Linked DNA regions of Mus musculus: region 2 is linked to region 1. A link is a contact called in public Hi-C data. All regions are on one chromosome and are shown on one strand. Each heading gives the region's core, a stretch centred on a gene start, on an enhancer-like site or on the middle of the called end of the contact. The rest is flanking DNA. Distances are from core to core; before and after follow the strand shown. Region 1 overlaps Trhde (TRH-degrading enzyme). Region 2 holds the start of Trhde (TRH-degrading enzyme).

Evidence for each region. A called contact is a pair of places that touch in the nucleus more often than the background predicts.
Region 2: a Hi-C map of uterus shows a contact between it and region 1, with 1.8 times the contacts expected there. The contact joins the promoter of Trhde here to the enhancer-like site in region 1. A contact is called at or near these places in 4 of 39 promoter capture datasets (the 3T3-L1 cell line, hippocampal neurons and liver), 8 of 484 Hi-C or Micro-C datasets (cerebral cortex, liver and uterus), 2 of 115 datasets of contacts at active chromatin or transcription factors (fibro-adipogenic progenitors and neural progenitor cells) and 2 of 9 other capture datasets (adipose tissue and liver).

What each region holds. Positions count from the first base shown.
Region 1 is chr10:114,740,342-114,746,208 of GRCm38.p6, forward strand. All of the region lies in intron 2 of Trhde (TRH-degrading enzyme), which reads right to left. It overlaps Gm40766 (a long non-coding RNA gene), which reads right to left. Exons shown (of 2, transcript XR_872046.1): 2 at 3,015-3,389. Among named protein-coding and RNA genes, the nearest start is that of Gm40766, 19 kb to the right of the region's middle. Within about 2 kb of position 3,165, at least 11 of the 459 cell types and tissues checked have an H3K27ac peak or open chromatin away from gene starts, as enhancers often do. A contact at or near this core is called in uterus, where this site is marked.
Region 2 is chr10:114,799,731-114,805,597 of GRCm38.p6, forward strand. Trhde (TRH-degrading enzyme) reads right to left here and starts at 2,572. Exons shown (of 19, transcript NM_146241.3): 1 at 789-2,572. The coding sequence starts at 1,693. Gm15723 (predicted gene 15723) reads left to right here and starts at 1,996. Exons shown (of 2, transcript NR_155864.1): 1 at 1,996-2,533.

The DNA.
Region 1 (5,867 bases), core at 1,915-4,414:
CACGTGATTCTGTCTCAGCATGTGTCTTGCCTTAGCATGTGCATCTATCTCAGCTGACATCATCCTGCCAATCAGCCCCTGAGTTCAAGGAAGCTTCCAGAAACCAGGGCACACCACCAGAAGTTTTTTGGTGTATTTCTCTCTATGGAGTCCTGATAAATGGAGCTCAACTACACAGTATAAGGCAGATCAATACATTTGTGTCTGCTTTGGTGAAACATTTTCCCCCCAGCAAAAGACATCCAACACAACCGACTTTCCAAAGAACCCTTACGTTTCCACTTCATCCATCCATTTTTATTACACAGAACACAAAATCATAGATAGTACAAGTCACCTTTAACACACTTGTCACTGCCTTCTTCATATCTCCTTGGAACACTGTTTCTAAAGCTTGACTTCAGTCCTTTTTACCGCTCTCTTCTACTCCAAATGCCTATCTTTTAGTGTACCTCAGAATTTCAAGTCTCCTCAATGTTTCCTTAAGCACCTTTATCCTAGCTGTAAATCTTATATTAAAACATCAGTGCATTAGCGAAAGCATCAGAAACTGTATTGGCTAATTTAATCTGTATTCATTTCTCTGTTATTTGTCAGTTACATTGGACACCCCCAAAATGCCTTGCTATGATTTTGAAGCTGGAGAATGGATGTGAAACTGGAAAATGAGCAGACGCCCCATTAGTAGAGGAGTCCAGTCAAGGACCTGACATCCAGGGTGTATTTTGTTTCCATTTCATCCTCACTAGTTCCTCTCTATTTTGGTCATTGTGAGAAATGTATTTATTTCAGATTATCCTTTACAGACAGTGATAATTTCAGAGGGCAACATAAAGGGTAAAAACTGAATTATCTCTCAAATTTCAGTGGACTTGGAAGTCCACTTGCTTCGGTGCAGATTCTGACACAGTTGGTCTAGAGTGTACGGGAGATTCTACATTTCTAACAAACTTGCAGATGGTACGTAATACTGATACTGCTGACCATTGAATAAAAGTGGCTAGCTTATACAGCCTCTGGTCTTTTGTATTACTTCCTTGTGCCTAGCCAGTGGACCCAGCATCTGGACTATTAACTAGTTAAGTAGTAGATGCTCATTAAATATCTGTAAAGGGGGCACTAAAACAGCATCATGGGAAAGGTCCTAGTTGTGCTGTCTGATGATCTGGATTTGATCCTGGAACCCATGTGAAAGTGGAGAGATTAAACCAGCTCCCCAAAAGCTGCCCCCCAACACACCCCTTTAAATCTGTAATCAAGAGGTAATTTTATATATCATAGCCAAATAAGAAACATAGGTAAGGAATGTATTCCTCTTATTTCTAACAAAGAAAGGTCTTGCTCTCATGTTCTCAGTCTGACCCACATTTCACTCAGCCCTCTGCTTTTCCACATTCTCTTTTCACGCAGATCGGGCTGTTTCTTTTCTCACTGCATACATGCTACCACACAGAAGAGAACCCCACGGATCCTTCCTCTGCTGTCACGGGCCCAGATTCATCTATCATCTTGGTTGAAGTCCCAATTCTTCCATGAAATCCTGTCTAGCTTTGCCATCTGTCCTTGATACTACTTTCTCTTAGAAGTCTCTGTCTCACATTCATTTTCAGTATTGGAAATAAGGGGAAATGACAAGTGAGGAGCTATAGAATGAAGATAATTAGCTCGGCGGTAGCATGATAACGAAATGTCTTTTCGTCGAGGTAGAATTCACCGAGAGAGTCTGTATCCTTGTATTTGCACCATTCTCCTAAGTTAAAATAGTCAGACCTATTGCATAGCTTCTCCCACTTGTTCTCAAGGGCAGGTCAAACCACTGAGTCAAGCTCTATGAAAGGGCGGGCACTGGGAAGCAGTGAGGTTCTTTGAGAGAACATGGGTTAGAGAAATCAATATATTCAAGTTCTGCCCCTGGTTCCATTACTGGTCATATCTACAACTCTCTATGAGTCGTTTGCCTTGCAGGAACCCACACCTCTGCACTAAGGTAATGGGTGACAAGCTTAATAGAACTACATGAAGAATAAAAAAGATAAGAGATGTGAGCAGTGCCTGGCATGCATCAGATGTTCAGAGCCTGCATCCCCAGAGTTTGAGATGGTTCAGTGTGCTTCTCAACACATGGTCTTCAGAGTGACAGCCACAGCATCACCTGGGACATCGGTACAAGCGTGCATTCCCAGGCCTAGTTCCAAACTTCTCGAACGCAGCCTGGAAACCTGTATTGAAACAAGCTTTCCCATGGGTTCTGCTGTGCAGTGTGCAACCATTTGAAAAGTCATTCCTGTTCTGGTTATTAAAGGAGCTGTGAATGAAAATCCTGTGAGCTGTGTATCCAGCACAGGAAGACACATCCACTGTGTAGTTCTTACAGTAAAGAAGATGTGATTTCTTTCTAGTCTAAAGGGTTTCTTTCCTAGTTCTTTTAACAGTAAAATCCCCTGCCATGTGTATTGAACGTTCTCATTTCTTCAGTCGCAAAACTGCCTGATGTCAGCTTCTGAGGGTGCCCCAAATGGTCACAGAAAATATTTAATTGCTTATCCAAACACCTAACTAAAAGACCCAGGAGCCTAATTATGGGCCACTGACCCCTGGCAACACAAGACTGACCTCAAGCCCTTCTCATCTCTAAGAGCAGCGTTCTAAGCTGAGCGCCACCACACAGCTCCAACTCCGATCATTCCGAACAGTCATCTTTTGCTGTGGTCAGTCAAAACATGCCATTCCAAATTGCTTTGGCTTTCCTGCGCTTTGATTTTTGGCTTTCGATTTCTTTTCCTTTACTTTTATTTATTTTATTTTATTTGGAGTCTGGAGAGTGGGGGAGGTGAAGAGCTGCTTTTGTTTCCTTAACAGCAGACCAGTAAAACTTTTCCATAAAAACTGTGTATTGCTCAAGGCCAGACCGTTAAGCAGCTGGGGCATTTTTGGGCACTGCCTGTTACTGATTTTATTTCCCTTTCACTGCACTTGCAAGCAAGTAATTTATCTTTAAGTTAGCAAGCAAGAAATGGGAAATAAAAGAAATATGTTTTATTTAAAGTAGTGTTTCGGTCTGGGCGCAATGAGGAAAATGGACACAGCCCAGGCTGCTGTCGTGTTCATAACTTCACATTGACAACAGAACCATTTATCTTTCTGAGAAGCCAGCTTTCAGCTTTCATCTCCCATCCTCCCTCACACTCCTCTGGTTTCCTCCTCCCTCTCCCCACCCCACGTGCTGGCATGTCCTGGGTGTGCTTGAATTCATAGAGCAAACTGTTGGAAGACAGGGCAAACGATTCTTTTGGGTCTCAAGAGCCAGGACCTCTGTTTCGTCTCTGGGGAGCTGGCAGAGGATGACTTCACCATCATTTCATGGGGAAGACCAGAGAGCTTCTTTTACTCTACAAATGAAAGGAGGAATAATCAAAGAACAAGTCTTTCCCACCACTGAGCCTTTTTGGAACAGAGATACATGACTTTACCAGCTGTTAAAGCCTGCCATGACATCATCAAACAAAAATTAGAATTACAAACTTCACCCCAAACCGAATATATTAATGTCTTTTTAATAAAACATATTTCTGGCTTTTAAACCATTGCATACCACTGACTTCATAGACTTTGAAGAAAAAGGTATTACTTTACTAACATTAAGTACAAAAGTGGCTCATTTATTATCATTACATGATGGCTCTTATTTCCAAAGATCAGAGAGATATTCTTACATCCTGTAATGTTTTTAATTGCCAAGTGGTATTTTAGTTATGTCAATATTTAAGGGCTGGTTTATCTGAAGTAGATAAACTCTATCCCTACTACTGTGTATTTATTGTCCAAAAGTAAGAACTACTAATTCTTCCATAAAACCCTAGATTTTGTAATAACTACACAAAAATAATCACTGTTTTGTTTTGTTTTGTTTTTTGTTTGTTTGTGAGCCAAGGCTAGCCTCAAACTCATTATGTAGCCAAGGATGACCCGAAACCCTTAACCTCCTGCTTCTACTTCCTGTGCCGAGATTACAATTGTTTATTAGCCTCCCAAGTCTGCACAAAGCTGGATATTGAAACAAGGGCCTGATGCATGCTAGGCAAGCACACCACTAACTGAGCAATATCTCCAGCCCAATGATCATCAGTTTTCTTATATACCTCCTATACATCCCACTCTATGCTGGGTATTGCTAGCTAGAACTCGAAACTCACAGCAAAGGTAATGAACATGGCTGCTTATATACAAGTATTTGTGATAAAATTAATAACTTTATAAAACTTTAATGTCCTTTTTGTCTTTGCTATGTATGTGTTCTGGTGACATCAGAGGAACCAGAGAAGGAAGGATTTCTATCATAAGAATTCATAGAGGATAAGTTATTAAACAGAAGCTAGTCTGATTTACCTGTAAAGATAAGGCCCTTGATATATGTAAACAATCAATCAACTATTTATTTGAGTTTGTACCAATGTGCCTTCAAAATTGTAGGAGCGGAAAGCCAGCATCACAGCAAGAAAGTTAACAGAAAAGAAACTTTTCTCCTACAAAGTTACTTCACACAACATAAAATTAAACCATTTCAGCAAAAAATTTTGGGCTTAATCCACTTAGGATACATGTGCATTATATTTTTTTCTCTCTCTCTCTCTCTAAAATGAACCATTGTGGAAATGTACTAAAATATCAAAAATGTCTAGAATAACAATGTTCTGTACGCTCTTATCAAATCCCTCAAAACCTGTAAGCAAATATTGCTCTCCTATTTTATTTTTCTAGGATCATGAAGAATTAAATCATCAGTGTAAGAAAATGCCTTTAACTACACCTTAGGCTTATCATCAACTGTTTCAAAGGGCAGCCTTCTGGCTAAGATCGGGTACAAAGAGAACAATAGAAAATGTGAATATTGTTTGTGTAAAAAAGTGCAGATCAAGCACAGATTTGAACCACTGAATTTCAGTAAAGTGATAACCCCCCAAAAGAGATGGATTACAAATTACTCAATTGCTTATGAGGTGTCTGGAACAGTTGGCTTCTAATTCAACTCCCCTTGAATAACCAGTCTGCCCCTCTGCACAAGAGCCTTTGCAGAATGTAACCTCACTGTGTTATCAATACCCAGCAATAGGTAGGATAGACAAACTGGCATCCAATTGATAAAGGACTCTTGGGGCCTCAGATTTGAGTATTTTAACTTTGGTCAATACAATTCATAACCTAACTTGACTTAGACCTACTGTGCCAGGTTTCTCTGGCTGATGTGCCCAAACAACATAAAAGCACGCCAATGCCTACCATTCTGAGTGATAGACACTGATCTGCTGAGGGCTAAGCAAAGGACACCAACAACAACTGGCCTACTGTCCCTTGCCACTTTTCCAGCAAGAAAACCGAGGATGAAATGTGTGTGAGTCAAGGGACAAAGAGAAGCCTAAGCTGAACAAATTCCCAAAACAATCTTTGAAAGCCAAGGCTCCTTTCTCTTCCGTTTACAGTGTGACCTGTAATCAAACAGCCCAGGTGTTAACTTATGCTGCATCTCCTTTTTCTGCTTTCAAAATTAATCCCTCAAAAGAGAGAAACTCCTAAGAACTAGTTTCATCTGTGATTTAAGGAGCTTCAAAGGAATTCTTTTTTTTTAATATTCAAGTCTACAAGCAGAAAAACTTATCTCTAAAATGTTATGCGGCATCTCTTTATTATGGTGTTAGACATTTTATTCTACTGGCCATGTCATTATGAACACAGGGATGAACTCTGAGAAGCAGTGCCTACGGATGCTCTGAGGAGTCCGTGTATCCAGCTGGATGGTCCGTTCAAGTACAGTGGTCCTGCAGTGCAGCTAACCATAAGTATGTTAATAAAAAGGGAGATTTAATGATATA
Region 2 (5,867 bases), core at 1,322-3,821, 59 kb after region 1:
GTCCAAATCTAACTCAGCAAAGGCATTGGAGACTAACTGCAAGCTTTCCCTCCCTTCTGGGTGTAGTCACTTCTGTTGGTAGCAGCTGAGGAATCAAATGGAGCCAGGAACTCTCAGGAGAGATCAAAGTGCCTCAGAGGTCCCTCTCTCTGATTCTGATCATCGCAACCACCACTCCAGCCCCCAGCCCCCAGCCCCTGCCCCTGCCCCTGCCAACCTTTCCTTGCAAGTTCTCTTTGTGCTCAAAATCTCAGCTTGCAATTTGGGAAAACTTTACAAAGCCAAAGCCGGGGCTTGTTCTGAATCTCCCATAGTCAAGGGAGGTGGGCTTGTGAAGGGGAGGGGGCGTGTCTGACTTCACCTGAGAGCTGGGTTACTCTGTTTCCTGCTCTTTGGTTATCAACTATTTCCCTCCACTGTAACCTGAGAAGTTGTTTTCTACATTTATCATCCTTTACGAACTGAACTGCAACCTTTAGAGAAACAAGCAAAAGCCCAAATGCCTGGCTTCATTACCAGTCTATAAGAGAAAGGTCCGACCTAGAGGAAAAGCAGTATTCATCTTTTGGCATTGCTGAGTTTGTGAACATAGCAAACGGTGAGAGGCCAGGCATCAGAGAGACCCCTATGGTTCGAGAGGACCATCCCACCTCACCTTGGCTTCCTTCCCTAACCCCGGGCTCCTGGATATTAGAAGCCAACTGGGTCCCGGAGGTCACCGGCGCTCACTCAGCAGTGCGAGCCGCCTGGCGGGGTGGGGCAGCACAGGGCACCGCCTCCCTCCATACCTTCTCTCCCCGTGGATCACGTAGGAGCTGCGGAAGAAGCCCAAAAGCTCGTTCTCTATCAGGGCATTGTAGATAATCTTCAGATTGTAATGCCTCTGCGCGTCCAGGGTTCTGTTCAATACCACCACCAAGACCTGCGTTTGTGGGTAGAGGAAAAAGCCTGCAACCGGGACAGCCCCGAACGCCCTGTCTTCAGCTACTTGCACCTTCTCCACCGCCACTCGGGAGGCGTGCAGTACCACGTAGCGGGTGGCGTTCCGGCACGCGATCTCCACGTTGACCTCCCCAGAGAAGGTGAAGTTCTCCATGAAAGCGGTGAGCATCAAATTGTAGTGCAGCGGCTTGAGGTGGCCGGATAGGCGCAGCTGTGTCCAGGGCTGCCACTGCTCCCGCTCTTCCTCCGACGGCGGCTGGGCAGACGGGGTCCCCGGGGTGCCCACCTCGCCGCTCTCACGCTGAGAGGATTCCCCACCCGCGTGGTGGTTGCGCCGGGCAGAACCTGGAAAGCTGCTGTTGCTGTCGCGCTCGGGGAAACCCCCGAGGCCACCGTCGGTGCCAGGCATCGCCGCGCTCGCTCCACACTCGTCGAATCGCAAGCTGAGCAGGACGGCCAGCATGGTGACAGCCAGCAGTGCCACGATGGACACGGCAAAGGCCAGCACAAGCCTCTTGTGCACTGCGATGTGGCGCTCCGTGGTGCGGGGTCTCACTCCCACCGAGTCAGCCCACGGGTCCGAGAGCCCCCTGCCGCTTGCCCGGAGCGCGGCGTCGTCTTCTCCCATGGTGGCCGCAAAGGGTGAACTGCTCTTCTCTGCCCCCTCCTCCTCCTTCTTCTTCCTCTTCTTTTTCTTCTTCTTCTTTTTCTTCTCCTCCTCTTGCTCCCCCCTCTCGCCGTCCAGGGCCATCACACCGCCTCCTCCTCTTCCCCCGCCCCCTCCGACACCCCTAGCGGGCGGGCCACCCGGGCCACCTCCAGCGCAGTCATTGGAGACCGCACGCGGGCGGAGGGCGCGACGCCGGCTGGGACCCTAGGGAGGCCAGCTCAGATTCTCTCAAGACAGACTCTGGAGGCTAGTGACGACCGAGACGACCCCCATCAGCCCCGCCTCTCTCCAGACAACAGCTGCGGATAGCCGGGCAACCAGCTCTGGGACGCGCCCCAACTTGGGAAGCGTGTCGCTCGCCGGGTGCGCGCTACTCGTCGGGCCAGCACCGGGCGCCCGGGCACACGCCGCCCCCGCCCCTGTGCGCCTGCGGCTCGCCTGTCCTCCCGGGCGCCGCACTCTACCAGGGTGGCGGCGGCGGTTGCTCTCTCCTCGGCTCGGCCAAGAGGACAGAGAGCGCTGGGGAGAGCGACTGAGTCGGGGGACAAGTTAGGGCTTCACCAGCCCCCCGCACTCTGGCAGCGTTGTTCCGTCTTCTGGGTGGGATGTGCTCGCCAAAACAGTTGCGGCGGTGGCAGCGGCGGCAGCCCGGAAGGCGCTGGAGCCTTCCACCCCGCAGTGGAAGAGGAGAGGATGGACCAGAGGACCGAGGAAAGGACTGGAGTAAGCTAGCCGGAGGAAGTCCCACGGCCGCGGAGCATCCGTCCTGAAGAAGCCTTCTCCACCCTGGACACTTTAAGCAGTGGTGGCGGTAAAAGGCGTGAGGTTGCGGACTGGGCAGCAAGCCTCCCGCGTTCCGATGATGCTCTGCCCTCCAGAGAAGACAAGTGAAGAAGTGTCCGGTCGGGGTGTCCACTTCAGGTAGATGAAGGTCTGAGCCGCGTCCCCGGGGGAAGAACTGAAGTGCGTGCGTGTGTGCCAACGCGTGTGCATGTGTGTGCGCGTGTGTGCGCGCGTGTGCGTGTATGTGTGTGTGTACACGGGCTCCGGGTGTAGATTTTGCCAAGGGTACTCCAGCTGCATTCAGGGACTGAAACTCCCGGAGAAACGGGAAGCAGAGAGAGGGAGCAAGCGAGGAGGAAGGGAAGGCAGGAGGGAGGAGAGAGGTTTAGCGACAGAGGCAGGCACTGGGAGATTAGAGAGAGCTTTTCTCCGCTCTGTCACACCAGACACCCACAGCCACAGAGGGGGTTGCTGAGCTGCCTGCAAGAGTACATTGTAAATCTTCGGCGCAACAAGCCCCGCAGTCACCCCTCTTCCGACTCCTTAGCCCTACTGCGGATTCCCCAGAGGGACCACTGGAGCCTTGGGCTATTAGCATCAAGAGCAAAGGCAGAGCCTGCTGGGGAGGCAGTGTCAGATCACACATCAAGCTCGCCAGAGGATTTAGAGGACTGTATGTAAATTGAAATAAATTCTCCAAAGCCTGGCTGCATATATTACACCAGTGTAGTGAAGCTAGGTGTGCAGTCAGAAATAATGGCTAGCAATGAACTAGTAGAGTCCTCCTCCGTAAGTAAAGACTAAAGACAAGAGAAGGATTCCCCATAGAACGCATTTTATTCTGAGATTGGGGAAAGCATTACAACATGATGCCCACAATACAATATTCAGAAACGAATGGAAGGAAAACTGAGGGTGGAGGCCCCATGACTTTGGATATTAGTAGGACAGTGTATCAATCCATACTCACGTGACTTGTCAGCGTCTTACTTCACCTAGGCACAATTCTTCTTTGCAACTCCCCTGTATCATCATGAAAAGTGTTTAAACTTCATTAGAACAGTTATGAACCCCCAGTGTACGCTAACAGCAAGAATCATCAAAGCACAGGACATATATAGCCTGCTGGCCGCCTTTGGACTCTCAGGAGTTTGTTGGAGTTCTCTCCACTAGAGTAGAGGGGGTGTGCTATCGAAACTTCAAAATGTGCTGATAGAGTTGTAACTAAAACAATGCTTAGAAAGACAGCCGCCTCGAAGGCGACAAAGAGTTAATGACTGGCTCAGTCAATTTAAAAAAAAATGAAGAAATGTCTCTTTACATGTTTCTTTTGTTTGTTTAAATCCAGATTGCATTTAAGAAATCATCACCATCATTATTTTCCAGAGAGAGAGAGAGAGAGAGAGAGAGAGAGAGAGAGAGAGAGAGAGAAAGAGAGAGACTATTAGCTTTGGGGTAGTGAAAAATAGGCTTAAAATGATATTGTTAAAGCCTGGCCAATAAGAGGAGCTCAGTTACACAACATCAACTTTAAACTGGGAGTCTTGCTTGCAGAAGTTCTTTTCCCTTCATCCCTAGCTAGGGTACTTGCTCAATACCATGCTTTCTAAATGTCCACTTGCATCATCATAAATAAGGAAGATGGGTGCCAGGGTGGGTATTTTTAAGCATGTTGTATGTGGGCCGCCAGCAACAGACCAGGGGAAATGCCACATTCTGTCCCAGTTACTTTTTTCTGCTCTGTTTTGAACCATCTTTGTTCTTGCTTTTTTTTTTTTTTTTTTTTTTTTTTCATATGGGTCTGGCTATGTGCATTTTAGGAGCTGAGAGCTGAGGGGTTAGATTGTTTCCCCAAAGTTAGGAAATACGGTTTAGCAAGGCAAAAGAGCACCTGAGACTCCAAGAGTACACCATATTCTTTAGTACTTCAGGGCTCTGGTCTAGACATTCAGGAACCCTGGCCTAAGGGACACAGATAGCTAGCAGCTTCTAGAGTGAGTCCTGCGAGTCTAAGCACCCCCTGCCTAATGAAGAAACAACCTTCTTAGGGGGTCTCTGAGGCTTTCTGTCTCTAACGTGATGTTAGTCGTGCAGGCTACAAGGCCATTACTTTCCAAGAACTCATGAAGATTACTGTTAGGTAACTCTCAAAACCATTGCAATGAAAAGAAAAGAAAAGAAAAGAAAAGAAAAGAAAAGAAAAGAAAAGAAAGGAAAGGAAAGGAAAGGAAAGGAAAGGAAAGGAAAGGAAAGGAAAGGAAAGGAAAAGAAAAGAAAAGAAAAGAAAAGAAAGAAAAGAGGAAAAAAAAAGCAGATCACTTACTGATTAGAAATGTTTGTCCTGACTGATTAAATTAGCAAATGGATTGTTTTTGAGACACAAATGAAGCAAATTCAAGTTTATTAACATGAAGTGGGCACAACTTATTAGCTTATTGATTCCCGTTTTGTGTGGCTTTACCCAATAAACTGAGTATCAAAGATCAAGTAAGTAAATATGTGTTTCTCTCCTGTTAATATAAAGTGAATTTTTTCTCCTTTTGTGACGTCTGAAAGTGTAAAGAACCCGAGAAAGATGCATTGGTGGAATAAAGTTTTATATTATCTTCCAAGAAAATGTTCACCCTACTGCAAACCAAAACCAGCAGAGAACAGGCAAAGTTTCAGGTTGTGAACCTAAGAGGAATATTGAAGGAATTAACCACAAACACTTGGTTTAAAAGTTGTCATTAGCATTTAAGTCCCTTGATTAGAGAAAGGTTTGGCTACTGTGATGCTACAATCAGGCTGTGTTCTTCACAAGGGAGGCACCTTCTCAGTGTCTGACACTTAGCAAGAACCATTTATTTGTTGTGAGAAAGTCATGCTGGTTTTTTTTTTTCTTTAACTAATAAATGTCATTAAAATGTTGTCCATATTAGGTCTGGGGACTTGTAAAAGCGAATATAATCTGAATGTTTAAAAGTCATGAAGTCCACCAGAAGTTGATTTTAATCAAATCTACACTCCGATCCTGTCGATAATCAAAATGAACTGTCTTGCAGGGAGCGATGGTCTGTGCTCCTTGGTTGTTTAAACTTGCACTGCCTTTTGTCCCCACACTGATTTGCATGAACATGCACAACTTGAGTGCCCTTGCATACTCCATCTCTGAAAGTGTGATTAGCTTCTTCATGTCCAGAAACTGTGTGGCTCAGAAGAAAGAGCTACGTCCCCACTCAACCCTCCCAACCTTTTGTGATCCTATTCCACTTACTTAATCAACTCAGTTTCTTGATGTGTTAATATCAGAGGGCTCGAGGAAGTACCTTTCAGCCCTCGGGAGCTAATTTCCTCATTTTGCCAAGAGGTTTTTAATCTTCTCCATGAAAGACAAACAAAATTTGAGCTGGGGAGACAAGCTCAATCAGTAATGTGGCCTACTTTGCAAACACTAAGACCTAAGTTGGATCCCCAGGACCTATTTTAGCTG